2 separate regions of the Hordeum vulgare genome follow, and region 1 is linked to region 2. The links are chromatin contacts, called in public Hi-C maps. All regions are on one chromosome and are shown on one strand. Each heading gives the region's core, a stretch centred on a gene start, on an enhancer-like site or on the middle of the called end of the contact. The rest is flanking DNA. Distances are from core to core; before and after follow the strand shown.

Region 1 (4,646 bases), core at 198-2,697, 160 kb after region 2:
CAAACATTTGCCCCTCAGACAACAAGCCGGTTATGTCATCAGCTTGCAGCTGTACAAGAGACTCCATCAGCATAAGGCACGTCCTTCTTACACCCAGAAGGTCTCCATCCTTTTTCCCATCCAACACCAGATTATCTCCAGAATAGAAGTCCTCCAAGGAATCCAACACCAGGACATATGGTTGCGATGCTCCCTTGAGTGCACTCGGGATTTCCTCACGAATAGACGTCAAGTTCTTTCTGTTGTCTGATATGAACTTATGAAGCCCTTTAACATTCATCTCCTCGCAGAGAATGGCAAGTTCAGAACGAGGCTTCACAGCAGCATTGCCATCTTGCAATCGTGCATTTCCTTCGGGAGAATGCTTCGGCCACTTCACATCAAGAGTACCCACAGTATAATTACCCTGTGGCTTATTCATTGGGGTGATATAATTAGTGTTTAGCGACAGCTTGGACTTGCCAAAGATCATAGCTAATGCAGCATCTCTTTTCTCTTGCAGCCTTTCCAGAGAAGTCAGCTCCTTAGCCACCACAACAGCCTCCTGCTGCTCCAGCATCTTCTCCGATTTTGCGACTGTCTCCTGGAACTCCTTCTCCTGCTTTTTCAGCTCATCAAACTTTTTCTTGAGCGACTGCTCAAGGCCACGGAAATGGTCCTCGAGTTGCTTCCACTTGAAGTTCATGGTAACAGCACTCTGGCTCTCAAGTTCAGCAAATGCTTGCTGAAGCTGCTGTATCTTCAAGCTTGTGGACTCCATAAGGGTAGCCACGGACTCCATGTCAGACATGGTGACAGACTCTGCATGGGAGGCAACAACACAATCAGTTAATATACTTCATCCAAACGGCACACACAATCGAAGCAACGGAGCTTAAATTTCACATGTTTCCATCGAATTGAATCAATTATCTTACACGCGACCTTGTTAGCAAGGACAGCGAAACAAGGCTAGGCACCAATTCGGCTTCTAGTGCTGTACCACATACAAGAAAAGAGTACAAGGAAGCGGTAGCCGTCTTCCCTTCGGGCGGAGCATGGATGCCTCGTTGGGCCAGACAATCAAGGGCTACCTACCCCCGCCGCTCTCGCACCATGCAATCGAGTAGAAAATGGCACCCCAGACGTCTAGATCTGAGACTAGGGAGAAGAAACTGGCCACTTACTTTAACCGAGGCGGGCAGGCGTTGGACGAGCTTGCCGTCGCTGCTCGCCCCCGCCCCCGCCTCCGCCTACGGCGGCTGGGGGAGGAGATCGAGGGGGTGGAAGGCGGATTGGGGAAGGGCTGGACGGGGGAGGAAAGGAGAGCAAACCCTAGGCGAGGTCGCGTGGAGTGTTGCTTTTTGGGGGATGGGGATGGAGACGAGGAGAACTAGGCGGTGGGATGCGGAGGCGAGGGCAGCAACCAGTGCGCGGGGAAAGTCATGGGGCCTAGCTGCTAGTGACTAGAGCAAGCGACCGGAGTAGCGTGGAGCCGTGGACTGTGCAGCAGTATGTTGTTTTTGGGGGGGGGGGGGGGGGGGGGGGGGCAATTATGGAAACGGGAGAAGTTTATTATAGAAGAAAAGAGAAATAAATTTTCACAGTTCAGTTACAACAAAAGATTAGATGGTGTTAGATGGTGTTACGTCGTCGTTCATGAGAACGAAACGTAGCTGAGTTGGCAAGACGTGAGAGTTCGCACCCAAATCACCAATGTTCGAGTCTCGACTCGAGCGTTTGGTGCTCATGAAGTTTTCTTCTACAAAAAATTACCAACAGGCTAGTCTAGTCCGGGTTGGTCAAGGTGCGGGAATTCGCGGCCAGCCCATCACTGTTCGAGTCTCGGCTCGAGCGCTCGGTGCTCATAGAGTTTTCTTCTATAAAAAAATGCCAACAAGCTGGTCTAGTCCGGGTTGGTCTCGTTTAAAAGGAGAACGGAGTGTAGCTTGGTTGGCAAGGTGCGGAAGTTCGCAGCCAGCCCATCAGTGTTCGAGTCTTGGCTCGAGCGCTCGGTGCTCACGGAGTTTTCTTCAATAAAAAATGTCATCCGGCTAGTCTAGCCCGGGTTGGTCTCGTTCTTTTTTACGTCATTGTCCACCTCGTATGAACTATTTGGATTACTCGCCTTATGTCCATTCCAGCGCCGCCACAAAGAACGCATCCAACTCACCACGTATTAGTCCCGCGTGCATCTATATCTTACTTTCACTCGCAATCCGGAGTAGAACCCGCAACAGACAGGCCGTCGCTCCGTCTAAGACTATGGCATTCATGTGTTTCCATAGTTCCCATATGGCAAGGAGGCATAAGGTACCTATCGTTATTGCTCAATGCCCCCGCATACCCTGCCTAGCACAACAGTGAGGCAGTGTCTCTCCCGCTCGTGGCGTACCGTGCGAAATGCCTAGGGACGTGAAGCCCTTGGCCCATACTTCCCGCACTAGAACGAACTCAATGAGTAGATGGTCAATCGTATCGTTGTTCTTATCGCAGAAAGGGCACACGTCTTGGAGCGGCAACCCCCTTCGTGACAATCTATATGAAGTCCAGCATCAGTTCATGATCGCTAGCCATGCGAAGAATCTGCATCGGAGCGGGGTCCGCAAGCGCCATGTGAATGCTGTGATGGGTGATACCTCCCGACCTGCAAACTTGGTCACATAGGCCGACTTGGCAAAAAATTGCATCCTTCTCCCAGGACCAGGTGATACGATCACTGGACCGATCGTCCAGCTGGACCATCGCGGCCATAGGCCAGATGCCGATGTACTCCTCTAGGACTTCCGCGCCCATGGTTGGCCCAATATATGTGGCCCATCGTCCCTCGGCAATGGCCTCATAAACCGTTCTTGACCTCCTCGTTCTAGCCGGAATCTGCTCATATAGCCATGGCACAAGCTCGTGCATCTGGTAGCCGTTGAGCCATCGATCCTCCTAGAATAGTGTGTCTCCTCATCACCAATGACTGCTCGAGTCATCGTCTGAAATAGCTACATGTACTCCTTTGGCACATAGAACGTGAACTCCGACCAGGGCCTATTTTTATCCGCCCATTGCAACTATAACCACTTGGTCTGTGTAACGACTAAGATGCGGTCCTTTCCGGTTTAGGGGAACGAGGACCCAAAGAGGAAAGAAGCACATCTAAGCGTTTTGCAAGCACGATAACATAGCGCAAACATAATAATAGAATGACAAATAAGGATTCAACTTCCATCTCATAAATAATCTGAGAGTTACATCACGCATCCACACAAGGTAGTTCCGCTACGGACTACAAAACATGAGAAATGGCTATGCTACCCTGCATGCTTGCCCACGATCACGACCACGCCTCAGTCTTCTGGATAGTTCACGTAGAGGCGGTCGTTCTGCTCATCGTACTGCCACGCCAGCTGCGAGCCGTCGGGATCACCTGTCTGGGGGGTACATGTACCTGTTGGTGCGTTGAAGTAATCTGTGAGCCACAGGGACTCAGCAATCTATGACCTCGGTGCCAGAAGTAGTCAAGTTATTAGGTAAGGAAGGTTCAGTGTTTAGGTTGCCGCATCCTAAGCATTATGGTGGCTAACTTACGTAGAACATGTATTGGAGGTGGTCTATACTAGCGATCGATGATTAGCTGATCACTAAGTGATCCTGAACACCTACTTACGTCAATCATAACCCCACCGTGTTCCCGATCAAAGAGAGGTCTTCGAAGGGGACAGTCACGGTTACGCACACAGTTGGCAATTTTATTAGATTAGGTTCAAGTTATCTATAACCGGATGTTAACAAATATTCCAAGTTGCCACATAACCGCGGGCACGACTTTCCAAAAGATTAAACCCTCCAGGGGTGCTCCAACTAGTCCATTACAAAGGGTCACGGGCCGCAAAGTAATCCTCTATCACGAATCTCGTGATATCGTCGGATTCCTTAGAGGAAAACCTCAACTCTGGGGAGAACCAAAGCTTCACCAGGATTCCTATACGCAAGATATATCGCTACGTAAGACAAGACTAGCAGGACCTCCCATCGTGTCGACGACCCCGATAAGAGCCACGTATCTCAGTCTCAGGACACGACGGATGGAACTAGCTACGAGAACCAAACCTCAAGTTTCCTTGTGGTGACCCCGCAGGCAGACCAGGTTGGACCAACACTCATGAGGAGCACTGGCCCGGGTTGTTGATTAAAGATCCTCGGGGTGATCATTCCCTATGCAGATTATTATTAAGTGATTATCAAATTAACACCAATGTTGGGTCCTGCCGGACAAGTCTTAACACTACGCGATTTATCAAGGGGGTCCCCATAACAACCCCGAACGTGTTAGGAGCGATCGGTTATGGAATCAAACACCGGTAGCCGGTAACTATGGCGGCAATAACGGAACAAAACACCAGGCAAAGGCTAGGCCTTCCGTTATTTACCAAGTATATAGGTGCATTAATTAAATAACAGATTTAAACATAATGATATCAACTCATGTTATCACATGAGACAAAGCACCTGCAACTAGCAATGCTAACATTAGAAGCTTAGCAAAGCCTACCTAGCCATTCAATGTTTGCTAGGAGGGGAAAAGTGTTAGGGTTTCCATGGCAATATTAGGAGGCAATTATTTCAGTGGTAGGCAGCGAGCATATGATGAAAGAAACATAATCTAGCATAACAGG
Region 2 (5,020 bases), core at 688-3,187:
GGTTGAAGTAGATTGTATGGAGGACATTGAAATGATGCAGAACGCTGGCAACTCGATGGGACCGACAACGACCATCTATGAGGAATGCACTTTCTTGTGTAAAAATTTCAATTCCGATAGTTTTTACCACTGCATTAGAGAAACCAATATGATGGCGAATTTGCTGGCTCGTATAGTGGAGGATTCGCGAACTCTTGTTTAGCAGTCCGAACCTCTTTATTTGATGTGCTAGCGAACGATGTATCCTCGCCTTCACACGAAATATAAATATGATATTTCCCCTAAAAAGAGGGGTCACGATAACGCTCACACGTATGGTGGGAGAAACATCCGTCCACATGCCTATAACACACCGATTGCGTCACGTCACTGCGTGCATGCATGTGGGGATCTTTTTTGATTTCCAGTTTTTAAAATGTTTTATCTCTTAAATGAAAAATCCGATTGAAGATCCGTTTTCACCATTAAATCAATCGCGACGAGGTCTACGAAACTAGATCTCATATCAATATGTTTCGGTGACTTTTTTTGGGTTAAAACTTGCCATGTCTATTGCATATGAATCGTCATGGTGTTTACAGCGAAGTTGCCATGATATGTTTAAGGTATTTTTTTCTTCTATCTTTAAAAGTAAATTTTGATGGATTAATAAATAATTGCCATGATCCATGCATTAAATTTGTTGTGGTTAATTACTAAAAATTGCCATGGTCAATTAATAAAATTGTCATAAAAAAGTAGTTGGAAAAATATACCGATAGCTTTAAATTTAGAAAAAAAAGATGAACATTGTCATGACAATTTTAGTGTAAACACTATGTCAACTACAGTGTAACATCATGGTAACTGTTGCCTAATTTTTTTCAATGAAACATATCAACATGAGATCTAATTTTAAAGATCTCGTTGAGCCGGATTTAATGATGAAAATGAATTTTTAATTGGATTTTTTGAGTAGAAGATAAAACTTTTTTAAGCCAAAAATTAAAAAAGATTTTCGCTGATGTCATCGGTTTTGACGTGGCAAAATAAATGATAATGAAGGCGTGCGGCAAATTACAAAAGTCCACACGGGTGGGCATTATTATTTTTTCCAAAAAGAGAGTTTGAGTTTAGATTTCTCATTTTCTTTTTAAAGGGAATTTAGATTTAACATTCTTTTTGAATGGGAATCTATTTCTCATTTTTTTAGGAAAACATGAACTTAGAGATAACCAAAACATCGTTTATGAGTAACATTATAATTTCAACTAATGGTTCTTAAGACCATTCAGAAGTCTAAGAAAATCTTGCTAGTCTAGCGAGTTTATGAACAACTTTATTTGCTTCTCTATTACAATGTTCAAATCTAGTAACTACAAAATCACATGCATAATGAAAACAATCATCGAATATTGCCGCCGTCGCACCCGCAAATCGTCCTCCATCCTTCATTGTCGCAATGACCTCCATATTGTCCGAGTTAATAATGAGGCGATTGCAACCCGCTTTTTGCGCCAGTGTTAGGTCAAATTTGAGCGCTAGTGCTTCAACCATCAATACATCCGCATAATAGTCAATTTTGTTGTTTCCTCCTGCAATAAATCTTCCTTTACCATCTCTAAGGACTATCCCATCATGCCTCGTAACAGATTATGGTCAAAAGAAGCATCCACATTAAGTTTCATAAATCCCACGGGGGACAAGATCATTCCTCCCTTCTCACTGAGACCTTTGGAGATGATGCATTGACAAAGTTTGTTGTTAGGACTAAAATTTCCATAGAAAACAGATGAGCATTCTGAGTTTTCTTCTTATGAGATACCATGCTGAGAATTAGATTTCTCATCCTAATTGACTGCTCAACCGACTTTGATTCTGACCGGAGTCCTCCTCGTCACCTCCCAGTTCCGATCGATAGAACTTAAACCCCTACAAGGCCTCAAAGCATTCGTATCGGCCGGCCGGCCCGCTCACCCAGCCCAGTAGCGGCGCCCAGCAGACGCCCCACGCCCTAACCCTAGCACCGCGGCGCCCCCATCTCCGGCGCGCTGCTCCCATCCGTCCGTCTGAAGTCGACTCCACCCCTAACCCCATCCCCATCCCCTCCCATGGATCGCGACCGATCTTCTCGCCGCGACCGTGATCGCGACCGCGGCGATGACCGCCGCACCACCCACGAGCGCGGTGAGGACCACCACCGACGCCGCCGCCACGACAGCGACGGCCATCAGCACCACCACAAGCGCGACGCCGAAGACGACCACCGCCGTCGTCGCCACGACGACGGTGGTGTAGAGGAAGACCGCCGCCGTGCTCGCCGACACCGTTCCCATTCCCCCTCCGAGTCCCCACCGACCGCGAAGCGGGATCGGTCGTCGAGCCGCGCTCCTCGGGATTCCGTTGAGCGCCGCGATTCCGCCGACCGAGAGCCGCTGCCGCCGCCGCCGCCGTCACGGAAACGGAAGGACCACGACAGCGGCGGCGGCCGCCGCGACAGCAACGAGCCCGACCGGGAAGGGGGGAAGCGGCCGAGGGCCTCAGTGGAGCCTCCTCCGCGGAAGGAGGAAAGGCCAAGGCGAGAGCGCAGGAGGTTTGAGGATGTTGATGCGTATGGTGATGAGAGGGGTAAGGGGGAAAAGGGCAGTTCGTCTCGTGAGCACAAGAAGGTAGAGTCAGGTGCCAATGGAGATTCACAGAGCGGCGCAGCCCCTAATGTAAGAATTTTTTGTGCTGTTTTCTTATATTGTGCGTAGTGATGTGATTTATGTTTCTGAAATTTTTGCAAGTGATTCCTAATGTGCTCGAGTACCAGTTTGATGAACCTAGAATTATGTAGTTTGTGATAGTTGTCCTACTACTTTCACTTGTATAGTTCATAAAAATGTAAGAAAGGGATGCTGTTGCATCTGTGTAGTTCGTAGTGCACATTGCTGGTGATTGGTGAATATGATACTCCCTCTGTAAACTAACATAAGATCTTTTAGATCACTAGAGGGAGTACTTATTTAGTGAATATATGAGGGTAAACCCAACAAGTACTTCTGTTTTCTTTGGAAGAAATTTGATCAACAGTTAGTTTTCTCTTTAAGACGTTGATCTCAGGTTCATAATTGGATCCATTCCTATGCTGACTTTGCATCTTATATTTTGCAGGGTGGTGCTCAGCAGCCGCTCAATTCTGCACCTGCTGTTGCGGTGCCATCTGCTAATCCTGTTTCTTCAAAGGTATCTTCGATTACTACCACCAATGAAAATGGGGGAGTTAGTATTAGATCTGATGAAGTTACTGGAAAATCTAGTACAGATGGAACTGCAAATTCATCCGCTGGCAGAAGTAGTAACTTAAGTCTTGATGCTTTAGCGAAAGCCAAAAAAGCTTTGCAACTGAAGAAGGAATTATCAGAAAAGCTCAAGAGATTACCTGCGGTAAGGCATTTCAACGATTATTAGTCCTTTGCTTCAATGTTCTTGTTATACTTTTGTAACCATTCTAAGCTCATGTTTGTCCATGCAGCTTAATAAACTTGGCACTCCTATTCCTGATACACAAACTCCTAAGAAAGAAACACAGTCTGTTTCTGGCTCGAGTGCATCTGCAGTCCATGTGGGTGCATCTTCTGAACTGCCCGCTAGTAGTGTCTCTGCTGGCATTTCAGGGCTTACCAACATTCCCAATTTGGATGCTGTGAAGCGAGCACAAGAGCTTGCTGCTAAGATGGGATTTCGCCAGGACCCACAGTTTGCACCTCTTATCAACATGTTCCCTGGTACATCTGGTGAACTGACTGTTCCTCAAAGACCTGCCAAGGCTCCTGTTCTCCGACTCGATGCTCAAGGTAGGGAAATTGATGAGAATGGAAATGTTATCAGCATGACCAAACCAAGCAACCTGAGTACTCTAAAGGTAAATTTCTGCAACTTAGCATATATTTCACGACGATATGTAGTTCTGTACATTGACCCAATACTTTTGGTTCATCCTAGGTTAACATTAACAAGCAGAAGAAGGATGCATTCCAAATTATCAAACCAGACTTGGAGTCGCTTGCAAAAGCTACTGTTCATTTTGATGAAAGGATGGGCATCAACCCAACTAAGCTCCTTCGTCCTAAAAGGCCAGGATTCCAGTTTATTGAGGAAGGCAAACTTTCGAGGCAGGCTGAATTGCAGAGGATTAAGGTCTGTAAGGATCAACCTCTTTTTGGATATATTACAGTCATGTGTTAGTTTATTGTACCTTCGGTACCTAAACTTATAATTGTTTGATTGTGCAGAACCAATTTGGCGAAGCACAAGCCAAAGAGCTCAAAGTAAAGCAAGCTCAACTTGCTAAGGCAAAGGTCGAGGTAGACATGAACCCGAACCTAATTGAAATCGCTCCTGGTGGAAGGCCTCCAAAGCGAAAGCAGAAGGAAGAGATTCCTGACATTGAGCCATGGTTTGCTGCTGCCTCACTTTGTTGATCGTTTGTAGACCCCCTTTATCAGTAATACATCAACTAATGCCTCTTTTATTTCTTTACAGGGACTCAAAATTTTTGATATCTCCTACGTATGAGGACATCTCCTTGGAAAACCTTAATATGGATAAGATCACCATCTATGTGGAACATCCAGAACCATTGGAACCACCGGCTGAGCCTGCACCGCCACCGCCTCAGCCACTTAAGCTGACTAAGAAGGAGCAGAAGAAGCTCAGAACACAGAGGCGTCTCGCTAAGGAAAAAGATCGGCAAGAAATGATTAGGCAGGGCCTCTTGGAGCCACCAAAGCCCAAGGTCAAGATGAGCAACCTTATGAAAGTACTTGGTGCAGAAGCTACACAGGATCCTACACGTATGGAGATGGAAATACGAACAGCTGCTGCAGAGCGTGAGCAGGCTCACGTGGACCGCAACATTGCCCGCAAACTCACACCATCAGAGCGCCGAGAGAAAAAGGAGAGGAAGCTTTTTGATGATCCCAACACACTTGGCTGTATTGTTTGTGTTTACAGAATCAGAGACCTGTCACACCCTCAGACCCGCTTCAAAGTGGAC

The links. A called contact is a pair of places that touch in the nucleus more often than the background predicts.
Region 1: a contact with region 2 is called in a Hi-C map of seedling, with 2.8 times the contacts expected there. The contact joins the promoter of LOC123398000 here to the promoter of LOC123452209 in region 2. A contact is called at or near these places in 1 of 6 Hi-C or Micro-C datasets (seedling) and 1 of 1 datasets of contacts at active chromatin or transcription factors (embryo).

The regions. Positions count from the first base shown.
Region 1 is chr5H:358,961,860-358,966,505 of MorexV3_pseudomolecules_assembly, forward strand. It overlaps LOC123398000 (FRIGIDA-like protein 3), which reads right to left and starts at 1,448. Exons shown (of 4, transcript XM_045092509.1): 1 at 1,167-1,448; 2 at 1-801. The coding sequence starts at 790.
Region 2 is chr5H:358,805,626-358,810,645 of MorexV3_pseudomolecules_assembly, forward strand. It overlaps LOC123452209 (protein RDM16), which reads left to right and starts at 1,938. Exons shown (of 6, transcript XM_045128820.1): 1 at 1,938-2,696; 2 at 3,136-3,408; 3 at 3,497-3,886; 4 at 3,967-4,161; 5 at 4,257-4,420; 6 at 4,507-5,020. The coding sequence starts at 2,091.